Linked DNA regions of Mus musculus: regions 1, 2 and 3 are each linked to region 4. A link is a contact called in public promoter capture Hi-C data. All regions are on one chromosome and are shown on one strand. Each heading gives the region's core, a stretch centred on a gene start, on an enhancer-like site or on the middle of the called end of the contact. The rest is flanking DNA. Distances are from core to core; before and after follow the strand shown. Region 1 holds the start of Gga1 (golgi associated, gamma adaptin ear containing, ARF binding protein 1). Region 2 holds the start of Rac2 (Rac family small GTPase 2). Region 3 holds the start of Triobp (TRIO and F-actin binding protein). Region 4 holds the start of Maf1 (MAF1 homolog, negative regulator of RNA polymerase III).

Region 1 (5,679 bases), core at 2,708-5,207, 2.5 Mb after region 4:
TGAGTGCTGAGCCTAGAGTTAGGTATCTTGGTTGAGATTGGGAAGAGAAGACAGGAGAGGCACTTCCACTAGGGTCCTGGCTGACCTGGAACTCTCTATGTAGACCATGCTGGTCTCGATTTATTTTTTTAAGATCTCCCTAAATTTTTTTTTTTTATAAACTTTACATTCCAAAAAAACTTGAGTTTCACTTCATCCTATAAATACATTTCTCAGCAGGGCGTGGTGGCGCACGCCTTTGATCCCAGCACTCGGGAGGCAGAGGCAGGCAGATTTCTGAGTTCAAGGCCAGCCTGGTCTACAGAGTGAGTTCCAGGACAGCTAAGGCTATACAGAGAAACCCTGTCTCAAAAAAAAAACAAAAAAACAACAACAACAAAAAATATTTCTCATCCTGGATATATTTTTTCAAAAGATCCCGGAGCATCAGGGCATTGGTGGCACGTGCCTTTAATCCTAGCACTTGGGAGGCAGAGGCTGGTGGATCTCGAAGCTTGAGCCCAGCCTGGTCTACAGAGTGAGTCCCAGTGTAGCCAGAGCTACACAGAGAAACCCTATTTCGGAAGGTTGGGGGGCGGGGGAAGAGAAGAAAAGGTCCAAAGGCTTTGGATACTTAGAGGAGGCCAATGACTCTGTCACCTCTAAGACTGTACATCTGTGGCAAAGCTCCCATCCCCTCCGCTCCGGTGGCTGTGACTGTTACGGAGAGGCAAGGAGGTCCTTGGAGATTTCCCAAGTCTTTCCTGCTGTCCTTGGAATCCTTGTCCTTCGAGGTGGCAGAGAGATAAAGTGCCAGTGTGTGGCTCTGGCAAGGGAGGAAGGTGAGGACAAGTGTCGTGCAGCTACCTCTGTGCTTTGGGGAAGGGGAGAGCAAGGGCAGGTCTCACCCTACACTTGCCGCTGTTTGCCGCTTTCTTTCATTGGGATAATGAAGTGACAGACTGGGAGTGTAGCTCAGCAGAGAGAGGACTTGTCAAGCACGAACAAAGCCCGAGGTTTGATAGCCACAGCACCACATAGAGGCTGGTGGGGAGCCAGCAGGACAGCTGGGGGAGTAAAGGCAAGAACCCAAGAACTGAGTCTGAAAGCAAGGGAAGGTGGAAGGCGCCACCCCTGAAGTCGCTCTCTGCCCTCCACATGTAAATAAACATGTAATCGTTTTTTAAAGATGGTGTTTTGTTTGAGACAGGGTCTATGTAGCCTTGGTTGTCCTGGAACTTGCTGTGTAGGCTGGCCTCTAACTCAAGAGTTCTGCCTACCTCTGCCTCCCAAGTGGTTGTGAGCCACCATGTGGTTGCTGGGAATTGAACTCAGGATCTGTGGAAGAGGGGTCAGTGCTCTTAACCACTGAGCTATCTCTCCAGCCCAAGAATTCTAGTTTCTATGGCCTACCTGGAAGGGAGACGGAAGACGGAGGAGAAAGGGCGGAAGGGAAAAGGGAGAAGGTTTCCTGCAGACCCACATGTGAAGGGCTTTCTGACAAGCCCAGGCCTGGCAATCATGACAGCAGCAGGTCTTCCTTTTCCGATTCCCTCTCCTTTGCTAAACCATTCGAATACATTCCTGAGGCTGATCACCAAGGTCCAGCAATCAAAATTCAACATTTGGCTACACTAACTAACATGTCCAATTAGGATTTACCAAGTCATCCTAATTCAGGCTTCCCCCTTTGTCTCCTTACAAACAAACCACTCCCACAGAGACACCTGAGGCTCACTTTGCCTGACCCAGAGGCAGTCAGACCCCCTGCTTGTCCCCTCCTAGGTAAATAAAATCTCTTTGGGGCTGAGGATTTAGTGTCTGCTTGTGCTCTGTGCCGATTCTGAGATCCCTTCAGTGTGGGCAGGCGCCATGCTTTGAGGCACTATGCTCTGAACCCCGGCACCTTCTGGACCCCAGCACTATTTTAGGTCTCAGGACACTGTGCCCGCTAGTTCTGTGAACTTGACAGATTTCCAATCACCTGGTCGATGAGCTGCTGCTCGTGCCTCAGGAGGATTACCCTGCCTGAGTCTACTGAGCTGGGAAGACCTGCCCACTGTGGGTGGCACCATCCCCGATGGGGAACCTGTACTGTGTGAGTGGAGAAAGGGCGGGAAGCAGTGTGCATTCCACACTCTCTCTGCCCTGTTTCTCAGCTGCAGCTGTGATGGGCCCAGCTGCCACCGCCTTGATTTCTCCTCCCCTTGAATTGTGGGAAACCCTGTCTTCTTTAAGTTGCTTTTATCAGAGCAGTTTAATCACAGCAACAGGAAAAGAAACTCAGGGATTCACCAGATGCAATGCTTCAGGATGAGACTTCCCAGAGGCAGGGAGGGACACAAACCACAAGCATGCAAAGAAATACACTGTGGGGCAGCTGGAGGTTAGAGCTCAGGTGGTGATGTGTCTGCCTAACATGTTTATATGAAATGCTAGGTACCACAGAAATCGCCAGCTTGGGCTATAAGGACTCTAGATGGAGGCAGAAGTAGCTGGAGATGTCTCTCAGTTGGTAGCGTGTTGCTTAGCTTGCAAGAAGTCCTATTCTCTTGCAGGTGTGGTGATGCACGCAGAAGGTGGAGAAAGAAGGATCAGAGATCAAGTCTATAGTGCGTTCAAGGCCTGCCTAGGCTTACAGGAGACCCTGCCTCTGTCGCTCCACCAAAAGTGCCTGTGAGTAGTGATCTGACTTTAAATCAATTTGGCAAATGCAGTTTGGGTTTTTGTTTTGGGTTTTGTTCTGTGTAGCCCTGGGTCCTGGAACTCGCTCCGTAGACCAGGCTGACTTTGAACTCGGAGATTCACCTGCCTCTTCCTCTCAAGTGCTAGGTGGCGTGCGCCACCACTGCCCGGCCTGCAGTTGGGTTTTATTTCATTAACAATTTTAAAAATAAAGAAAACAAAGCAGGCGGAGCCCATCTTGTTACCCTCTCCCGTATCTTATAGGTTGCAGGAGAGAATTAAACGTCTCACTGAGAGTTGGGTTCAGAAGAAAACCCGACTGAAATGAGGTAACTGGTTCTGCAAGGTGAATACTGATCCCTCCAAGGCCACAGGCATGCGGAACTGGATTCGCCGGTTCCTTGGTCTCAGATGCTCTTTAACTCTTCCTGGCACAGGCTCGCTGGAGAGGGCACAGTAGCCAGTTCCCCCGACGGCCGCCAGAGGCTACAGAGAGCGAACTGGCATTCCTGAGAATTAGCCAAGGCGACCGCAGAGGGTGGAAAAAGCGGGTGAAAGTACCTCACATTTTGCCTCCTCCTAAACCACCTCAAAAAAAGAGCCTGACGTCGTCACCATTCCAGTTTGGGGAAAGATAACCTCTCATTTTGCCACCACCTCTCTGGCTTCCCCATCACCTTGAGAGTGTTACGTGCTTTGAGATACGATATTCCACACTGGCCTTGAACTGATAACCTCCTGCCTCTGTCTGATAAGTGCGGGCGTTATCATCACCTTGTAGGATATATATCTGGCCTTGTCTTTCTCTCCAGGGCTGGGCACCGAATAACCCAAATGCAAGGAGTTTCTAAACTGAATGCAGAATTAAGTACTCGGTGCAAGCACTGACCCCTAATGACCTCAGGCAAACTCATAACCTGGCTCCCGGGTTTGAATGTAGATTCATAGGTTAAGAAAAAAAAAAGACTTAGCCCTTTGCTGGGCGTGGTGGCACACTTCTTTAATGTCTGCACTTGGGAGGCGGAAAAAGGCGGATCTCAGGAATTCCACGCCAGCCTATTCTACAGAGCGAGCTTCAGGACTGCCAGAGCAAGACAGTGAGCCCTTGTCTCAAAGGGGAAAAAACTGCTCAGAACAATGCCTAGGGCTTTAAGAGCTAAACAAACGTTAGCTTAACCTCATCGCGTTGGCGGCGGCCACAGTGCCCAGTTGCCCTTTTAAGGGACTTTGACATCTTCCCACGTAAGCGGAAGTACCCCTGAGGGCTCCGGAAGTGACTTCAGAACCCCTTCAGAAACATGGCTCCGGAGCGTTGTCCCGGAAGCGGTCACGGGTCTCTGCGTGACGCTAACTGAGTTAGAGCGGTCCCGCGGGGTTTCTATGGTGCCGCCCGCCACCCCCAGGCTCTCCTCTTCCTCTCCCGCCCGAGCGCCCGGAGCTGCGAGGCCGCCGACCAGCCCCACCGGCGACTCCGCCAGCCGCCAGGGGGAGGGGCGCCGACGAGGCGACGCTCTAGGCGGCTCCACCCGCGTCTCGATGGTGCCCGGCGTCCCGGTGCCGCGTTCCTACTCCGCGGGGTGGACGCGGCCCCTTTAACCGGCCGAGGGCGGAGCCGAGGAGTTCCCGCGAGAGCGGCCGGGGGGCGGGGGGCGGCGCCGAGGCCGGGGGCCCGTGGCGGATGGAGCCCGCGATGGAGCCGGAGACTCTGGAGGCACGAATCAGTGAGTGTCCGGGAGGGGCGCGAGCCGGACCGGAACCGGAACCGGGGGCGCGAGGCTGGCCCCTCTCTCTCTCCCGGCGGGGCGGGGTCCGCGCGCCCCCTCCTCACGCCCCGCCCCCCGACCCGGAGGGGCGGCGCCCCAGTCTGTCGCTCCGCTCGGACCCTGGCAGCTGCGCGCAGCCTGGCCGGGAGCGGGCGCCGCCCACCCACCCCGGTGACCCGGTGGCGCAGAGTTATCCCGGACCCCCGAAGGCCCTGCCTGTTGCACCAAAGCGCAGACCCTCGAGTCTTCCCCTAGAGGGATCCCCCCACTTCCTCAGGGCCTGAGTCTTTCAAACCCTGTGCCCGCAGCTCTTCTTAGATCTGCTCGGTCCCCCAGCCCAGGAAAGGGGGGACCCCTGGCCCATCTGATCCAGCTCTGTCCGCGCCTGGAGAAACTCCCAGTGCTTGAAAGGGTCCCGTCTAAGACTCCATAAGGAAATCAAGTTCTCTGTCGTTATACCCAAGCCCAGCCTTGCTTTGCGTCCCAGATTGCTTTCCTAGCCCCTGCTGAGCCTCCTCCCCAGGCCTCTGTCCTTGTTTCCTGTCTCCTTCGAAACAGCTTCCTCCAACTCTGGCTTCCAAGCCCCATCCTCTGTTCTCCCTGTCCCACACTGCTTGTTGAAGATCCTTGGCCTTGCCAACCCCATTCCTGAACTCTGCCCCTGGGAGCTGCAGGTTGGCTCTTCTGGTCCATTTAGTGACAGGTCTGTCCCAAGGCCTTTCAGGGATGTGACCCAGAGAAGCCTTCCGGTCTATCCTCAAGCTCAACCTCCTGGTCTGAGATATAGCAAGGATCTGTGCAGGGTGGTGTGGGCCGACATGGTCAGCATCTTTGAAGCCAGCCTCGAAGGAAGTTGAACTGGAAGGTTGATTCCCAGAGCTCACCGATCTGGGGGGGGGGGGGGGGGCGGAGGAGAGTCAGCCTGGCAGTGGGGTTGATTGGTGGTTAGAAGGAGACAGTGACCATGGACTGCATGAGATACAGTACTGCACGGGTCTCAGGAGGTCAGAGGTAAAAGAGGACCATAGATATTTTCCCCATCTGTCTTAGTCAGGGTTTCTATTCCTGCACAAACATCATGACCAAGAAGCAAGTTGGGGAGGAAAGGATTTATTCAGCTTACATTTTCCACATTGCTGTTAATCACCAAAGGATGTCAGGACTGGAACTCAAGCAGGTCAGGAAGCAGGAGCTGATACAGAGGCCATGGAGGGATATTCTTTACTGGCTTGCTTTCCCTGGCTTGCTCAGC
Region 2 (5,642 bases), core at 498-2,997, 2.2 Mb after region 4:
TGTGGGATACAGGTGATAGGCACAGATGACCATGGGGCCGAACAGAGGACCCTGGAGAGCTGGGTAAGACTGTCACGTGTCTCTCTTAAGCTTCAGATCCTGCCTCCATCATTTGCCATCTACACAACTTTGCAAGTCACCTAAGCACCTTGTACCTCAGTTTCCCCATGTAGACAACAAGGACAAGCCCATCTTCCCAGTAAAATAACTGATACTTCTAAGACACTGAACCCGGTGCCATAGAAGTGGCACCAACTAATGACTGTTAGGGACTGCCCATCGCCCCTCTTTGAAGTCAGAGGGGCCTGGGTTCAAATCCTCTGCCTCCAAGGCAGGTTATGTAACTTTTCGGAGTTTTGGTCTTTCCCACCTGTAAAACGAACTCTGTGATGGTAAGTAGGGTTGGTGGAAGACAGATCATACAGAGAGCCACAGCCCGGTGACCACATACAAAAGAGAAATGGGATAAATGGAGATGACCACCATTTAAGCTATCTCCCTGCCAAGCTGGGAGGTCACCCAGGTCATTCAGCAGGAAGCTGAGAGGCCAGAGGGACAGCTCCGGGCCTTCCCCAGTACAATTCCGTTAAGTCACTTCCCACTCGAGGAGGTTGCTCTGCTGTCCCTGCCCCCTAAACCTCTGCCCTCAAGCCCCAGCCTGCCACCCAGGTAACTTTGAATGCATAGAATCATTGACTTCCGGCCCTCCGTGTCCGCCCCCTCCTCCCCCAGATCAGACACAAAGCAGAAGTGAGCAGAGCAGCTGCCACAGATAACGGCTGACACCCTAGCGCGGTGGCGGCTGCAGCAGCGACCAAGTCGGACCTAGTCAGCTGAGGAGGTAGATAGCCTATGCCACCAGCAGAGCCAAAGTGTGTGTGACCTTGGGACCTAAGCCAGGAAAGGTCTCCAGGCCTCAGCCCCTCCCCGTTTCGAACTGAAGATGGCTGTCTAGTACATGTGAGGATGGATCTAGCGGGACCCAAGATAGACTTGAGGACTGCACCCTAATGTGTCGGAATATATGGGAGACACATGAAGAAACTCAGGCCTTGGGTTATGAGAGCCTGTGGTCCCAAGATCTGACAATGACTATCAGACTTTAGCAGGGCTGCAGCCAGCCTGCCCTCTGGAGTCCTTAAGAGCAGAGGCTGGACTGAGAGTCAGAAAGCTTGGAGATTGCCAGAAGTCCCCTAGGCCCAGCAAGACAGCAACTAGAGCCTGGGCCAGCCTGGGAAACAAAGGTCCGAAGGGCAAGCTGCTGATTTCCCTCCTCGTACCTGTACCCTGAACTGATGCTGGCCCGGTAGGAGCCCTGTCCCAGCTCTCAGGGTACAGGCAAATAGCAGCACCCCACCCACAGTCCAGGCCCTCCACCCAAGTAGCTTCCGGAGTGGGGTAGGCTGAAGGACAGGGAGCAGTCCAGACCCACCCCAAATGTTCCTTGTAAGCCCTTACAAGGAAAGGAAGCGACTTTCCCCAGAACCTCCTGGGAGCCCTGAATCTGTGGGTGTACCAGGGAGGATCTCAGAGGCATCCTGGTAGGGGTGGGAGACAACTCAGCCAGGTACTTACCCATCACCCACCACCACACACTTGATGGCCTGCATTGCATCTGAGGCCCAGCAGCCAGGGATGACAGTTGGGGGCCAGGAGCGTTGCTGTGGACACCAGTGGTATGGAGTGGCTAGGAGGTACCCGGCAGTGAGGAGCAGCACCCCAGCTCAAGAGGCGGGAGGAAACGGAAGAGGAACTTACCCAAGCTGCTGCCCCACAGCCTTGAGGGGGTGGAGCATGCGGTCTGGAAGAGGACCTGGGGCCCCACAGGTGCTAGGTTGGGCCCAGGCCACCAAGGGCACTTGACTTAGGCTCCAAAGGGAACCCAGGCACCCTAGAGAATTGAAGATTCACTTCCTAAGCCAGGGCAGGGACAAAGTTGCTCTCGAAGAATCTGCATCCTCCAAGAAGTCAGTTGGCCTGACTCCCATGGGCAAACACTTGAGTGCCTACTGTGTATCAGGCATTGTGTTGGGAGCTGGTGACTCTAAAATGCAGGAAGCCAGGTTGTCCTGGAGTTCCTGCTCTGTAGAGAAGGCAAACCACACCACAGGTGCTGTGAGCAAGGCAGGAGACATGGGCCAAGGGAGAGCTACAGAGTGACCTCAGAGTCACCAGCAGGGAAAACTGGTGGCTATGACGTGTGATGTCAAACAAAGTTGGCCCGGGGGGGGGGGGTGCTGCCTAAGCAAGGGCCAGTGTGTAGAGAGAAGGCAAAGGAGGGGGAGGGAAAGAGAGAAGGGAAGAGGTAGAGGAGAGGGGAGAAAAGGAGGAAGGGGAGGAAGGGGGGAAATTGGGAGGGGAGGAAGTGGAGGAAAAGGGGGAGGAGGAGGAAGGAGAGGAGGGAGGATAGGGAAAAGGGAAGGAGTTGGAAGAGAAGGAAGAAGAGGAGTAGTGAGAGGAGGAGGAGGAGGAGGAGGAGTGAGAGGAGGAGGAGGAGGAGGAGGAGGAGGAGGAGGAGGAGGAGGAGGAGGAGGAGGAGGAGGAGGAAGAGTCAGGGACAGATGCAGTAGAGCAAGCTGGTAGAAGTTTGGCAAGTCCAAACCTTCTCACAGCATGGTGCAATCTAAGCTTTCAGGAAGCTGAGACAAAGGGATTGCTGGGAGCTTGAGTCCAGGATTCAGAGTGAGAGTTCCAAGGCAGCCAGAGCCATCGAGCGATACAGCAAGATCCTAGCTGGGAAACCACTCCAAACCGAAAATCCTACCTACAAACTGTCGTAGGCTTCTTGCCGTTTTGATGATATCAACTACACTCGCCTTGTGTTGGGCATTTGTGTTTATAAGTGTTTGGTTGGGTGTTTGTGTTTGCAGGTGTTTTGTTGGGCATTTGTGTTTTTAGTTGTTTATTGGACTTTTGGGTTTCCTATTACACAAGTTACTATTTGTGTATTTGTCCATTTCTCTACTGGAGTATTTTTTCCCCTCATATTTATTTGGAGAAGTTCGGTGTTTGATTTTTCAAGTGTGAATTGCTATAACCGTTTCATAGTTCATTTCCAGTATGTGGAATTATTTTTTTTGAAGCTGTGATATTTATAAAGGTTTATTTGTATGTGGTCAACTTTAATTTTTCTTCCCTAATGATTGATACTCTTTGAGTGATTCTTTCTTAAGCATTCCTATGCAATTTCACAAAGATATTCTACAAAGTGTGTACAGTTTCTGTCTACAGACAGTGACCTTGATACACAGAGTGGATTTTAGATGACAAAGGGGCTGCTAGTAGGTTTTGTGAGATGTTGATTTGATTTCTCTAGGGCTTTCTTAGTTTCTATTCCTATCACTATGAAAAAAAAATACTCCGACCACAGCGACAGAAGGGAGAAAGGGTTTATTCTGGTTCATGGTTCAAGGTTAGAATCCATCACAGTGGGGAAGTCGTCAGAGTAGCAGGAGCTTGGAGCAGCTGGTTGCCCACAATCAGGAAACAACGATGAGCGCATTGCTGCTCAGATCCTTTCTTCATTTAACACAATGCAGTTTCCCAGCCTACAGGATGGTGCCACCCACAGTGGGCTGATCTTCCCACCTCAAATCGATGTGCTCCAGATGTCTTTCTCCCAGGTGACTCTGTCGTGCTGACAATGGACACAGACCATCATCCCAGAGTGCCATCTATTAAACAAAGTTCTACCTATCTTTTCCCAGTGAATGGGCAGTCAAGAAGCCTCGTGGACCAAGACTGTCACCTGCAAACCAAACCTTGGCCCCTTTCTCTGCTAGTCCTCCCATCCACCCAGGGGCTGACACAAGCCTGCTTCAGTTACCCCAGCTCCAAGCCTAGGAGAAACGTGCCTCTCTTACATTCCTTCAGGATTGTTCTAGTGTTTGATGAATCTCTGCTCTTCCATCTACACTGTGGAATAAGCTCAAGCAAATGACATAAGAGTCCTGGGCTGTCCTGCGTTCAACCTGCAGCAGCGAGTAGGGACCTGACATCCTTGTGATAGTCATTCTGTCTGCCTGTTAGCATCTTCACCTTCTCCTTTATATCTTTCAATAAAATTTTACCATTTCCTCCCAGAAAGGTCAGGCACCTTTCTCAAAAGATTCACTTCTTGCTTCCTTATTACTCTCAGCACTACTGTAGCTAATAATTCTCAAATTGAATTTCCTTGCCACTCCTTGGATGAAGGGGAAATGTCAGCCTTTGCATATTGGATTTGTGTATGTGGAAACCTGGCACAAAGAGAGACCCATGGCTGCTTTTAAAATGGAAAATGTATTTGTGTGCGTGCCCACGCACACACCCATGGAAGTCGCCGGTTCTCTCCTTCCACCATGTGGGACCCTGGGGATCAGACTCAGGTCATCAGACTTGGCAGGAAGTTCTTTCCCCTCTGAGCCTCCTTGCTGGCTCTTGCTACAGATACCTTGAAATTTGCTAACAAACCTGACAGTGGACAGAGGAAAGTTTTATCACTAGTTGGTTTTTTTGTTTGTTTGCTTGCTTGTTTTTTGTTTTTTTTAAGTGACAGTGTTCTTCCTCTTAATGTTATAATAGTCATTCCTTGGCTTGTTTGGGCTCTTTACGGGAAGGTTGCATAAGCCCACAGTGCTAGGCGTGGAGCCTCAGTCCTGGCCTGAACAAGGCGCTTCTGATGTCTTAACATGAAACATGAGAGAGCTGTTGCCCATTACCTCTGCTTGCCACTGCTCCTCCTAACAGTGGCTTCAGTTTTCATTCTGTTCACCGAACACTTTTCCATATGAACGGAGATGCTACAGAGAACAATATTTTCTGATGTGCTGTCTGTCACCCTGCTTAAACAGTCCTGACAATCTGTTTGGCTGTCCCCTCCCCACAATACTCTCACTCTGCCTCCACGTGGGCTCACGGGTGGTGACCTGCACACGTGTGCACACATGCTCACACACAATTTACCAATCTTGATATTTCTGTGTGCGTTGTTTTATGTTTTAGCGCTACGCCGTTTTTGACTTGTGATCTCCTTTTTCATAGTGTGTCCTTTGAAGGTGTATCACTCATGTCCACAGGCCAGGGGAAGCCTATGCCTCCCAAAGATGCTTTTCTTACAAAGAACTGTGAACCACGCACCATGTACCGTGCCCTGCTGAGCCCTGAGGGCATGACAGACTTGAGTACCAGGCTTGTGGCATTCTTAGTGAATGGGTGTAAGTTAGCTGCAAACTATTTACCATCAGAAATGCTTGCTGAGAGTGCTCAGTCTTTTTTAGTGTCACAAAGAAGACACTATCTGGCTAGAACTCCCTTCCAAGGCCAGGTGTCCTATCTCCACTACAACAGTAGCTCTGCCCAAACCCCCATCCAATCTTTGCTTTCTAAACCCTGAGGCTATATCATCAGCCACACATACCTTTAGAATTGCTATACCTCCCTAAACACTTTCCCCTTAAACAGCCAGCTGATCTTTATCTCAAGATCCTCCCCAGAGCTGACTCTTTAAATTGTTGTGGAAATAAGAGGTTTGAAAACATCCCTTTGGGCAGAGGAGATGGCGGCTCAGTGGGTAGAAAGCTTGCCACACAGCAGGAGAACCTGAACTTCTTCAGAAGCCACATAAAAGACAGGCAGAGTGGGGACCATTCTGTGATACAGAC
Region 3 (4,933 bases), core at 1,204-3,703, 2.6 Mb after region 4:
ATAAAAGATTACCCTTTAACCCCAGCACTCAGGAGGCAGAGGCAGGTGGATTTCTGAGTTCGAGGCCAGCCTGGTCTACAGAGTGAGTTCCAGGACAGCCGAGGCTATACAGAGAAACCCTGTCTCAAAAACCAAAACCAAAACCAAAACCAAAAACAAAAAAAAAGAAAGAAAGAAGAAAGAAAAAAGAAAAGAAAAGAAAAGAAAGGAAAAGAAAAGAAAAGAAGAGAAAAGAAAAGAAGAGAAAGGATTACCACAACAACTGGGCCTGTTGACTCTTTACTTTCCTCCTAGGAGGAGACAGAGAATCACCATGGAACCCTCCTTGCCTGAGTAGCCACTCCTCCCAACAAACTTCTTCTCTAATAGCATGTGGCTTCAGTCTCGTAGGGGGACAGCCTAGAGGCTATAGGTGGAGGAAGGGCTGAGGAAGGGGGTTGGGCTCCATCCATGCAGCTCTGGGGAAGCCATAATCCCTGCTGGGTAGACACTTCACAGTGTAGCCTTTGTGAAGGAACACCGACATTTCTGTAAGTAACCCCTTCACTTAAGTTTCATAAAGAAGTCCAATAAAATCACTGGTTCCCCCAAGGTGGGATAGTACCTTGGCTTGTCATTGGAAGGATGGGTAGACACTGTTTCTACCTCCTTCTAAAGAGGAATACTTAGCAACACTCACAAGTGTGCCCTTCATATGTCACACTGATAAAACAATACAATTTAAAAGACATGATGCGGACAAGTCCAAGCTGGAGCAGGAGACAGGAGGAGGAATAGCGACAGTGGTGACTGGCCTGGCTGCCGCCACAGTACCCTCAACTGAGTCCACTCAACAGTTCACAGGGCTCTGGGACACAGTTCCCAGACAGACGCCCTCATGGATCCAGAGTGGAAGTTAGGGGACTTTGGGCATCTCACTAGAGTGTGACATCCTTCTGATAGGATGGTGATGAGGAGGGCTGTGTGGTTCCTGTCCCCCTAGATGGCATGGGAGGAACAAACATGGCCATGTGGCAGAGGCAAGAGCAACTTTCTTATATTTTCGGTTGTGAGCCTAGCCTTTAATGGCTGAGCCATCTCTCCAGCCCAAGAACAACTTTCTTAAGATCACGGACAACCTCTTGGAAACATGCCAGCTACCCTATGCCTGCCACTCTCTGCTCTGCCCTCTTTTCTCTTAGCTAAGCACCGGCGAACTCAGTCATGTCTTGCTTCTTTCTCTTGCCCTGGGTCTGTTTTCCTCCACCACACAAACACACAAAGCAGTGCACAGGTCTCTTGTTCTCCGATGAACCCTTGGCAAACATGACTGACAAAGGGCTCCATACATTTTTAACGAACCGCACTGTCAGGAGTGCCAGCCTCAGTTGGCTCTCGGTGGATTAGCCTGGTAGGGGCAGAGGGCTGGGTCCGTGTCAGTTCCAACCCAGTGGAAACACCCATTCCACTCCAGGCTCAGAAAGGCCAAGTAATTGGCTCAAGATCACCCAGCCAAGAAGTGCTAGACGCTGATGCAGAACCCAGGTCTCACTAGCCCCTTTCTTACTTAGAGCTAGCCAGACCAGGGAGGAAGCCCATTGTGCTTATCAGCCAGCTCCACTCGGGGTCAGGATGCCCTCACATTGGAAGCAACTACATTTTATTCCTGTTTACTTTTCTGGCCACATCACCAGATCCAAGTGAATGAGAGAATATGTGAATGGAGGGCACTCCACAGTGGCCTGCAGAGTCAGACATTCCGAGATTTTAGTTTGGTTTTTGCCCTTTATTAGCTGTGTGACCCTGGCAAGTCTATTAGCATCTCTGATCCTTGTTGCTATACGTAAAGGCTTGGCATAGGAGCTGGGGTTTAACCAATGTACAACAGAGCTTAACTTGAAAAGTTGGGGTGGGGCTGCTGGTTTTGTGGCTGAGCCCAGGTCAATGTTCAAATGGAGGTGAAGATATCCCTGGGCAGGGATGCTCTGTGCTACTGAGACCCTGACTACAGTAACTTAGAGCGGTATGAGTTTGGTACCGTGTTCCACTAGTGTTTACTAGCTGTCTGGTACTGTTCTGCCTGAACAATTTATTTGGTTGGTTGATTTCGGTTTTTGGTGGTTTTGCTTTTGTTTGACAGGGTCTCATGTAGACTAGGCAGGGTTCCAACTGTCTCTGGCCATAACCTTCTGATTGTCTTCCCCTCACTTCTAGATACCCACTAACCTCATCTCCCAATTTCTGGGGTTAGAGGTGTACATCACCAGCCCTCTGGGTTTGCTTGGAACTGTGGGAGATCCATCATCCTGCTTCAGTTTTTAAAGTGCTGTGTCCCCACGCCCGGGAAGCCACATTTTGTACTTTCCACACATGCATTAGTATCTTTTGAGGGACCTTAGCTAGAGAGAGCCAACAGGAAAAGAGACAAGCCCTTAAGTCCAGTCCTCAGGCCCCATGGGGACATGACTGGACCAAGATGCTGGTAGCGCGGGCGAAACGTGCTGTGCATCCCGCGCGGCAAGGCGCCTGGGCACCGCCCGCCTCTGCCCCGCCCCTAGTCCTCGGTGTGTCCAGTCGCACACTGACCATGCAAATGAAGCTCTTAGGGAGAGCCTATTGGAGTGAGGGAGGGGCGTGGTCTATCACGCAAGTCCTGGGCCGCGTTTTGATTCATTGTTAAAATAGAGGCTGTGACTCTGGCACCAGTTCCTCCGCCGCCCGGAGAGTGGAAACCCGAGTCCAGGTCAGAACCCCGCGGCTAGCGGAACTAAGCTGGCTGGAAAGGGGAGGCCAGAGGAGGTAAGCTGAGAGACCCCGAGGAGCTGGTCGGCCGGCTTTGGGAAGAGGGGACTCAGGGTCCATTCTCCGGGTGGGGCGTGCAAATGCACGAAGGCTTTTTGTAGTTAAATTCTTATCTAATGTGCATTTTAGGGAAGATTTCTGCCAGTTGGCTGGGGGGAGTCGTGAAGGAAACTGGAGTCATAAGGGGCACACGAAGAGCCCCCGTTTAGCTTCCCTGGAAAAGGAGCTACGTTCTCTATCCAAGAGGATGCTCTTCTCGGTGGCTGGACCAGAAAAGAACAGCCCAGGTTTGTGCAGCGCATCCACCCACCCATCCATCCATCTATACATCCATTATACAAAACGGGAACTAAGCAGAGCAGGTAAGTGGTCGCCCTAGGAGGAACTCAAGCTCCGTGGATCCTCCCGTGGGGCTTCCACTCTCCAAGGGACCGACCTAGAGCCCCAGGGGAGAACCCTAAATTCCTCAGCTCAGCTGAAATTGCCAACAAAGGCTTGACCCTCCCCCCACCCCCAGCTCTATCATCACCAAGTAGGTCAGGCATGAGGTGACCCAATGGTGCTATGAGGTACTTGAGCTCTAGGGCATGCTGGCTATCTCCTGCTAATACCCCTCCCTGCCTGTGGATGAGTGAGATGAATCTTCTCTCCCAGAGTCACTCTTAGGGTGTGGACATTGTAGCCTCCAGAACAGAGAAGACTGGACCGGTAGGCTAGGCTGGGTGTGTAGCTCAATGGTACAGCAATTTTCTAATGCCTGCCCCAACTTGGGTCTGATCTTTAGAACAGGGAAAACAAAACAAAATAAAACAAAAAAAAAAAAAAACGCAGTGGTTCTCTTTTGGCTAAACTCAGTCACAGAGGAGTTTTGTGACCTTAGGCGGTGTTCACTTTTGTGTAACACTTTGTCCTCAAGTATGGAAATACCTAGCCAGCCCTTTGCATCCCTCTGTGTTTGCCAAGGGACCCAGGTGACTTGGCAGTGTGATCCAGCCCCCACAGGGTCACCTCTGAGCTGTAGGAGACAGACCTGAGCCTTCAGCTGGACCAGTGCCACCTCTGTTGGGGAACCTCTCTGAGCTTTGATGGCCTCCTCTAAAGCTGGTGTTAACTTGAGCAGAATAAGAGAGGAGGTATAAGTTTATAAAGCTAGACACTTGGGGATGACCGGGGCGACTGCCTAACATGGTGTACCCTGGGATGGATCAACAAAACAAAATTGGGGGGCTGGGGGAGTTGTCTTCTTTATTTGGTGTGTGTGTGTGCACATGGAGGAAAGAGGTTGGTCACAGGCCACACTACTTTTGGAGATAGGGTCTCACTGAGCCTGGAGTGGGCTGATTCAGCTAGACTGGCTGGCCCAGTGAGCAACAGGGATTCCTCGGTGCTCATCCCCCATCTTGGAAAATTGTGCTTGTGTCCTGGGCTTTCAGATGCAAGTCCTCATGCTTGTTGGCAGCTCTTCCTTTTTAAGAGATGGAGACCCGGTGTGTGGCCTGTGCACTCTGACCCCAAACTTGCACCCTCACAAGATCCTCTGCCTCATGCTGGGAGCAGGGAGCCACCTATGGCTGGGAACTTGAGGAACTTGGTTTTTGGGGTTGTTGTTTTGTTTTGTTTTTTTGAGACAGAGTTTCTCTGTGTAACAGTCCTAGATGTCCTTCAACTGGATTTGTAGACCAGGCTGGCCTAAAGCTGGGTGGGTTCCACCACACCCAACTTTTTCAAACATACCTTTCTTTCTCTCTCTCTCTCTCTCATTCTTTCTTCCCTTGGTAAAAATTTGGATTTTATGAACAGCACAAGGAAAATTATACATTCAGGGTCCTTGGAACATTGTTCAACACTATACATTAAAAGTCATGTGTAGGGAGCTGGTGAGATGACTCAGCAGGTAAGAGCACTGACTGCTCTTCCGAAGGTCCTGAGTTCAAATCCCAGCAACTACATGTTCAAATCCCAGCTCACAACCACCCATAATGAGATCTGACGCTCTCTTCTGGTGCATCTGAAGACAGCTACAGTGTACTTATGTATAATAATAAATAAATCTTTGAGCCGGAGCGGGCAGAGACTGAGCGAGAGGGCTGACCAGAGCAAGCAGAGGTCCTAAATATAGTTCTCAACAACCACATAATAAATAAATAAATAA
Region 4 (5,640 bases), core at 2,744-5,243:
AGCACAGGGCCTTTGGGTGCTACACATCTCACAGCCAGGGCGGTTTGAGGCATTGATGAAAGTGCAGGAAGGGCAAGACCAGCCAGGCTAGGAGGATGGGAAGACTGTTGATGCTTTCTAGTTCTTCCAATGCCCACAGCTGCCCATATCTGGCCCACACCCAGACTGGTTATTTGCCCACCTGAGAGGGACTTGGGAGACTGGAACTGGACGGCTGGAGGTCATGAGGCAGCCCCAGTGACTGAGGAAACAAGCCTAATTTCCGGTCCATCTTGGAGTTTTGAAGGCTTTGTCCTATAATAGAGAAGGCTCAGGGCCATCTCAAGACTACACCCCACCTTTCTTACCCCATTAAGTACTAACCTGAAACTTCTCTGGGGGCCGAGAGCAAGTAAAGAAAAGCAGGGTCTCCATCTTGAGAGACCCCATAGGAAGCAAGGCTTCGTTCAGGCATACACAGGCACCGCCCAATGACCCAGCGCTGCACAGCTGGTGGGAAACCGAACTCTGAGAACACCTGAGGTCAGAACATGAGGGCTAGGCAGCGTCACTCACCCAGAATCCCTGCTGCACGTTTCCCGACGCCCATGCTCACCTGATCCTGAAGGGCTGCAATGGAGCAATGTGGGTGGATCTTCAGTGAGACATGGGCAGACGATGAAGAGGACAAAACCGATGTGGCGTCTTCAACTGTGACTTGTAGCCTGGGTCAGAATATAGATTAGGGTGTTGGACAGTTAACTTGGGAGGGTCAGGAAGGCAGAGTAAGCAAGACCAGGCCTTACCTTATGGGACCTGGTGGGAACCAGGCCTCCATGAGCTGGACATTGAGAGCCACATGATGCTGCGCCAGGACTGCTGCCACTTGGGCCGCTGCTTTCTCATCCCCACCTGCAATGGCCTGGGACAGGCGTGTAGCCAGCTCTTCTAAAGGGAGAAAAGACAGCTATCACAACTAGACACCAGCCACAAACCCCCAACTCCTTCCAATCTGTCTTACCTTTTTTGAAGTTTCCAGAACTTTGAGGAAGATCCACCTCAGGTTGGGTTGCTTTAGGTATTTGAGCCATAGAAGAACATGGTGGAGAAATGGGGCACATTGCTGGGGCTGGGGCTGGGGCTGGGCTGCCACTGCCTAAGAGGAAAGATGTGGATTAGGCTAGTGGTATCCAATCTCAGGTTTTTAGAACCTTGGCCTTCTCTGCCTCATCCTACTATCCTTAGGCCATAATTCAGGCTAATCTTCCTCTCCCAGCCTTGGCCCTCAAAACAAAAACAACTCTCAGTTGGAGAGAAATAGGGCTTTTTTGTGTAGCATGGGTGTTCTGGAACTCACTGTAGACCAGGCTGGCCTCGAACTCAAAGATCCCTGCCTCCTGAGTTGCAGGGATTAAAAGCATGCACCACCACTGCCTGGCTTAAAGTGCTTTTCATACAGACATAGACCTGAGAGTTCAAATTCCCCAAACCATATAAAGCCAAGCATGGAAGTATAGATCTGTAATCCCAGTGTTCATATGGTGAGTGAGTTGGGGGTAGAGGCAAGAGAAATGAAACTCCCCAACAAGGTGGAAAATGAGGACTGACACTCGAGGTTGTCCCAGGATTGCTCTCTGACTTCTTTATGTGCTATGTACATGTATGCCTCTATACAAATACATGCGCACCACAAATACAGACAGACACACACTCACGTGTGTGCACACACACAGGAAAAAAGAAAAAAAGTAGTCCCCAGTTGGATGGTACACATCTATAACACCAACACTCCGGGAGAACAGGTAAGAGGGTCACTGACAGTTCAAAACCAACTTGAGCTACACAGTGAATTTGAGATCAACCTGGAATTCACATTGAGACCTTGTCACAAAGAACAGTATTAAGGGTTGGGTACACACATCTGGCAAATGAACGACAAGAGAAAGTCTCTCTTTCAATGCTAAGGTACCCAGGTCTCATGTCAGGCTCAGGGCTTCCTCCGGTGTTTGTGGGCTTTCCTACCTCTTACCAGGGCACTATCTACATCAGTGGTTCTCAACTTGTGGGTTTCAATGCTTTGGGAGTGGAATGACCCTTTCACAGGGGTCACCTAAGACCACTGGAAAACATACTTACACATTACAATTTATAACAGCGGCAAAATTACAGTTATTAAAGTAGCAATGAAAATAAATGTATGGCTGGGGGCCATACTGTATTAAAACTATATTAAAAGGTTGAAGCATTAGGAAGGTTGTGAACCACTGGTCTACATCCAAGGCCCTCTTTTCTCTATGCTTCTCCTGGTGACTTTGGGTGACTTCTCCAACTCCCAGTCTTTACCTCTCCAGAGTCCCAGCCATGTCCATGCTTTTCCAAGCAGGCACTGGATATAAGCCTCATACTAAGTGGTTCTTCTAGCTCAGTCATAATCACTAACTCTTCCATTTGAACAACCACAAGACCTATCAATTCCATCTCCTAAGATCCTCTGGCCTCCTTTAGCCTTGTCTACACTGTGGAGTTTCTATCTTTAAGTCTCTGTTGTTTTTCCACTGAATACAATCCCATTTTCCTTAAACTCTTAGTCCTGCAGCAATGCTTGCTCTTCTTTTTCTTACTTGTCTGGTACTGGGGTCAGCTCTTGAACCTCTTATTTCTCCACTTCCTTCCTCTTGGAAGCCTTCCTAGGTGCCCAGCTTTTCCATCACTACCCCCAACCTCGACCAGGTGGCCCGGACATATTCAAATAAGCATTTATTTCACAACACTGACCATTTTGTCCTTCTGCGGTGGCATCTCGCACCAGTGCTGCCCACTGCTGTGCTTCCTCGGGGTCGAGGAAGTGCACGCTGAAGGTTCCAGGACCTCCAGGGGGAGGCTGCAGCTCGTGTTGGTTAGGCCCACGGACGGTGTAACAAATAGCCTCCAAGGGCCATTCTAAACTGACCTGAACAGGGAAGAGTACTCGGTCGGTGGTTCCTCTTCGTTACCCACACGAATGTGAAAGGAAAAGGAACGAGGTAATCTTTACGGCTCTGAACTTTTCTCGCCTGTTATCTTACCAATTCCTCACAAGATTTGTAAATTAGGTATCAGCATTATTCCCACTTTTACAGGCAATCAAGAAAAATAACTGCTTAAGGACTGTCGTCAAGGTAATCGAAAGAAAGTTGATTCCAGAATCGGGCCCACACTCACCGCCCCAGGCTCGGTGCCTAACAGTCCTAGCCGGAAGCGTCCAGGCCGCTCAGGGTCCGCTATCAATTGCAGCTTCCGCGGCTGCGCTTCGGCATCCTGTCCAGCGCCCAGGGGCCTGACCGCCGCGTGCACTGCCAGGAGCACCACAGGTGAGGCAGGGTCTGCAGCCACTGCCGCACCGCCGGCGGGCGGCGACATTTCTGATCCGGCGGAGTCCTGACTCTCCGAGAGTGCTTCCGTGATAGAGAACTGTCGAGTACTTCCGCCGGCCAGAAACTCGGACTGTGAGCCTCGGTTCCGGATGCCCCAGAGCTTGGAGAACAAGAAGGACCCGATGCTGCGCACTACCAGAGCCTGATGGCTCGCTAAGCGATAGGAATGGTCCCAGATCTCCAGGCACGGTCCGGCCAAGCTAGTCACCTTTCAGCAGGACCCGAGACAGTGTCACAGACCGGTCACCGGTCACAAAAAGAAGGCAAGGATGAACTTTTCTTAAAGGTTCGAACGAACGACAGCTGCTGCCCTACACAAGACAATACCAGTTCCCGGAAGGAACCAGGCACCAATGCACACAAACACACATAAGCACAGCAGAGGCTCTTCGTAACCGTGGACCACTCTAGGAAGAGGGTTGGCTCCTGGGGGCGGGGCGGGCATGGTTCTAACCAATCAACACCAAGAGGGGAGGCGGGTTCGTTAGCGAGTGCGAGACAGACAAGCTATGCAGCCAGTAGAAGTGGAAGGTGAAGCCGAGTGGCGGAGGAGTCCACCAATAAGGTTTCTCGTGGTCTGGCCCTGTGGTTAAAGTGGACCATTCAGAGGAGTGGGGTTGGGCCCGTCGGACGCTTGTTGTTGTCGGGTCGGGGGAGGCGGAGGTCGCTGTTTCGTTCTCTGGCTGGTACGATCTCGGCGGTCCGCGGCAGGTTGGTCGCGAAAGCGGGCGTTGCAGGGGGGCGAGGCTATGTCGCGGCTGCAGCCCGTATGGGCCGGCAGGGCCTGGAGTAACGGGACGTCGCCGCGAAGCTTCTTCCCCCGGATACAGTGCGGCCCGAGTGGAGGCCGCGGCGCCGCCCTCCAGTCCTGAGGAACCCGCGCTGCGCAAAGCCCGCGCCGCCGTCACCTCGGCACCGACACTAAACAACCCGTCTACCCTGGCTTGATCTAGCCCAATTCTGGCAGGTGGGTGTCCGCCTTGTGCGCCAAGCGGTCCGGGCTTGCGGGAACCACAGTCCCCGGCGGGCCTCGCGCTGCTGCAGTGCCTCATGGGACTTGTAGTTCTTATGCTGCTTGGGGCTGGAGCGCCTCTCTTGGTGCACTGCCTCCTGGGGCTTGTAGTTTCCCGCTACGAATCTGCTGGTACCTCTAGGCTTGCAGGGCAGCAATGCCAGGAGACCACTGGCCTGCGCCAGCAGAGGTGGTGTGTCTGCCCATCCTACACACTTCGACGTACGAAGTACGAATTAGGCATACTTGCAAATAGAATTGAAGAATTCATGGGTTTCCTCCTCTTGACAGGAAGCAGTGAAGCAACCCATAGAACCCGGGAGGAGCACCCATACAGGTGACCCTCAAGGCTTGAAACCCCAGATGCCCCGTTCCGAACCGGATAGCAGGTTCTTATTGAGGACCTTACAACAGTCTGAGGATGCCTGCAGAATGTCAATGGAGTAGGAATGTCGAGAGTGGGTGGGGCCCCCAGCCAGCCCCAGTATATAGTACTTGAGATTGAGGTAGAACCTGGACATGCCATGCTCATGCATAGGATCATCTCCCTGTCAGCCAGTGCTGAGTTCTCAGGGGCAGGTAAGGTGAGGAAGATGAGCTCCATGGTGGACTCAAGGTTAGCTCGAGCTGCAAACAGTACTCTGCTAGTGGGTGGAAAGGCTGAAAGTGGAGCCCTTTGGAGCTAGGTAGCCATGCTGGCTTCCCACATTCCCAGGTAGTGCTGCCCTAATCCCACTGGCACAAGAATCTCCCTTCCCAAAGGACATGAAGCTATTGGAGAACTCCAGCTTTGAGGCCATCAACTCACAGTTGACAGTGGAGACTGGAGATGCCCATATTATTGGCAGGTGAGGCTGGAGGCTCTGGGGATCAATCTGTCAGAGATCACTATCGTGGGCCTCGGGGTTAGCATGCTTCATGACTCTGCCTGCGTTCTTTAGGATTGAAAGCTACTCGTGTAAGATGGCGGGAGATGATAAACATATGTTCAAGCAGTTCTGCCAGGAGGGCCAGCCCCATGTGTTGGAGGCACTGTCCCCACCCCAAACTTCAGGCCTCAGTCCCAGCAGGTAAGCTGAGGTGGAGACTACCTTCTGGGGTATGTGGGACAGTGGGCAAGGCTGACATTTTTCTCTGTTCAGACTGAGCAAGAGCCAGGGTGGTGAGGATGAGAGTCCTCTGAGCGACAAGTGCAGCCGCAAGACCCTCTTCTATCTGATTGCCACCCTCAATGAG

What was found. Capture Hi-C pulls out chosen DNA fragments and counts their contacts.
Region 1: a promoter capture Hi-C map of adipose tissue shows a contact between it and region 4, with 2.5 times the contacts expected there. The contact joins the promoter of Gga1 here to the promoter of Maf1 in region 4. A contact is called at or near these places in 2 of 39 promoter capture datasets (cranial neural crest and liver), 1 of 115 datasets of contacts at active chromatin or transcription factors (stem cell-derived neural progenitor cells) and 2 of 9 other capture datasets (adipose tissue and liver).
Region 2: a promoter capture Hi-C map of liver shows a contact between it and region 4, with 2.5 times the contacts expected there. The contact joins the promoter of Rac2 here to the promoter of Maf1 in region 4. A contact is called at or near these places in 1 of 39 promoter capture datasets (pre-B cells) and 2 of 9 other capture datasets (adipose tissue and liver).
Region 3: a promoter capture Hi-C map of adipose tissue shows a contact between it and region 4, with 2.7 times the contacts expected there. The contact joins the promoter of Triobp here to the promoter of Maf1 in region 4. A contact is called at or near these places in 1 of 39 promoter capture datasets (pre-B cells) and 2 of 9 other capture datasets (adipose tissue and liver).

The regions. Positions count from the first base shown.
Region 1 is chr15:78,873,233-78,878,911 of GRCm38.p6, forward strand. It overlaps Gga1 (golgi associated, gamma adaptin ear containing, ARF binding protein 1), which reads left to right and starts at 3,958. Exons shown (of 17, transcript NM_145929.2): 1 at 3,958-4,385. The coding sequence starts at 4,343.
Region 2 is chr15:78,571,036-78,576,677 of GRCm38.p6, forward strand. Rac2 (Rac family small GTPase 2) reads right to left here and starts at 1,748. Exons shown (of 7, transcript NM_009008.3): 1 at 1,576-1,748. The coding sequence starts at 1,610. It overlaps Gm36738 (predicted gene, 36738), which reads right to left. Exons shown (of 2, transcript NR_155437.1): 2 at 3,376-3,637.
Region 3 is chr15:78,945,271-78,950,203 of GRCm38.p6, forward strand. It overlaps Triobp (TRIO and F-actin binding protein), which reads left to right and starts at 2,454. Exons shown (of 25, transcript NM_001039156.1): 1 at 2,454-2,778; 2 at 2,911-3,068.
Region 4 is chr15:76,347,301-76,352,940 of GRCm38.p6, forward strand. It overlaps Maf1 (MAF1 homolog, negative regulator of RNA polymerase III), which reads left to right and starts at 3,994. Exons shown (of 8, transcript NM_026859.3): 1 at 3,994-4,359; 2 at 5,120-5,252; 3 at 5,346-5,474; 4 at 5,547-5,640. The coding sequence starts at 5,170. Sharpin (SHANK-associated RH domain interacting protein) reads right to left here and starts at 3,810. Exons shown (of 9, transcript NM_025340.2): 1 at 3,181-3,810; 2 at 2,755-2,929; 3 at 1,001-1,135; 4 at 786-927; 5 at 596-704; 6 at 364-517; 7 at 182-294; 8 at 1-87. The coding sequence starts at 3,378.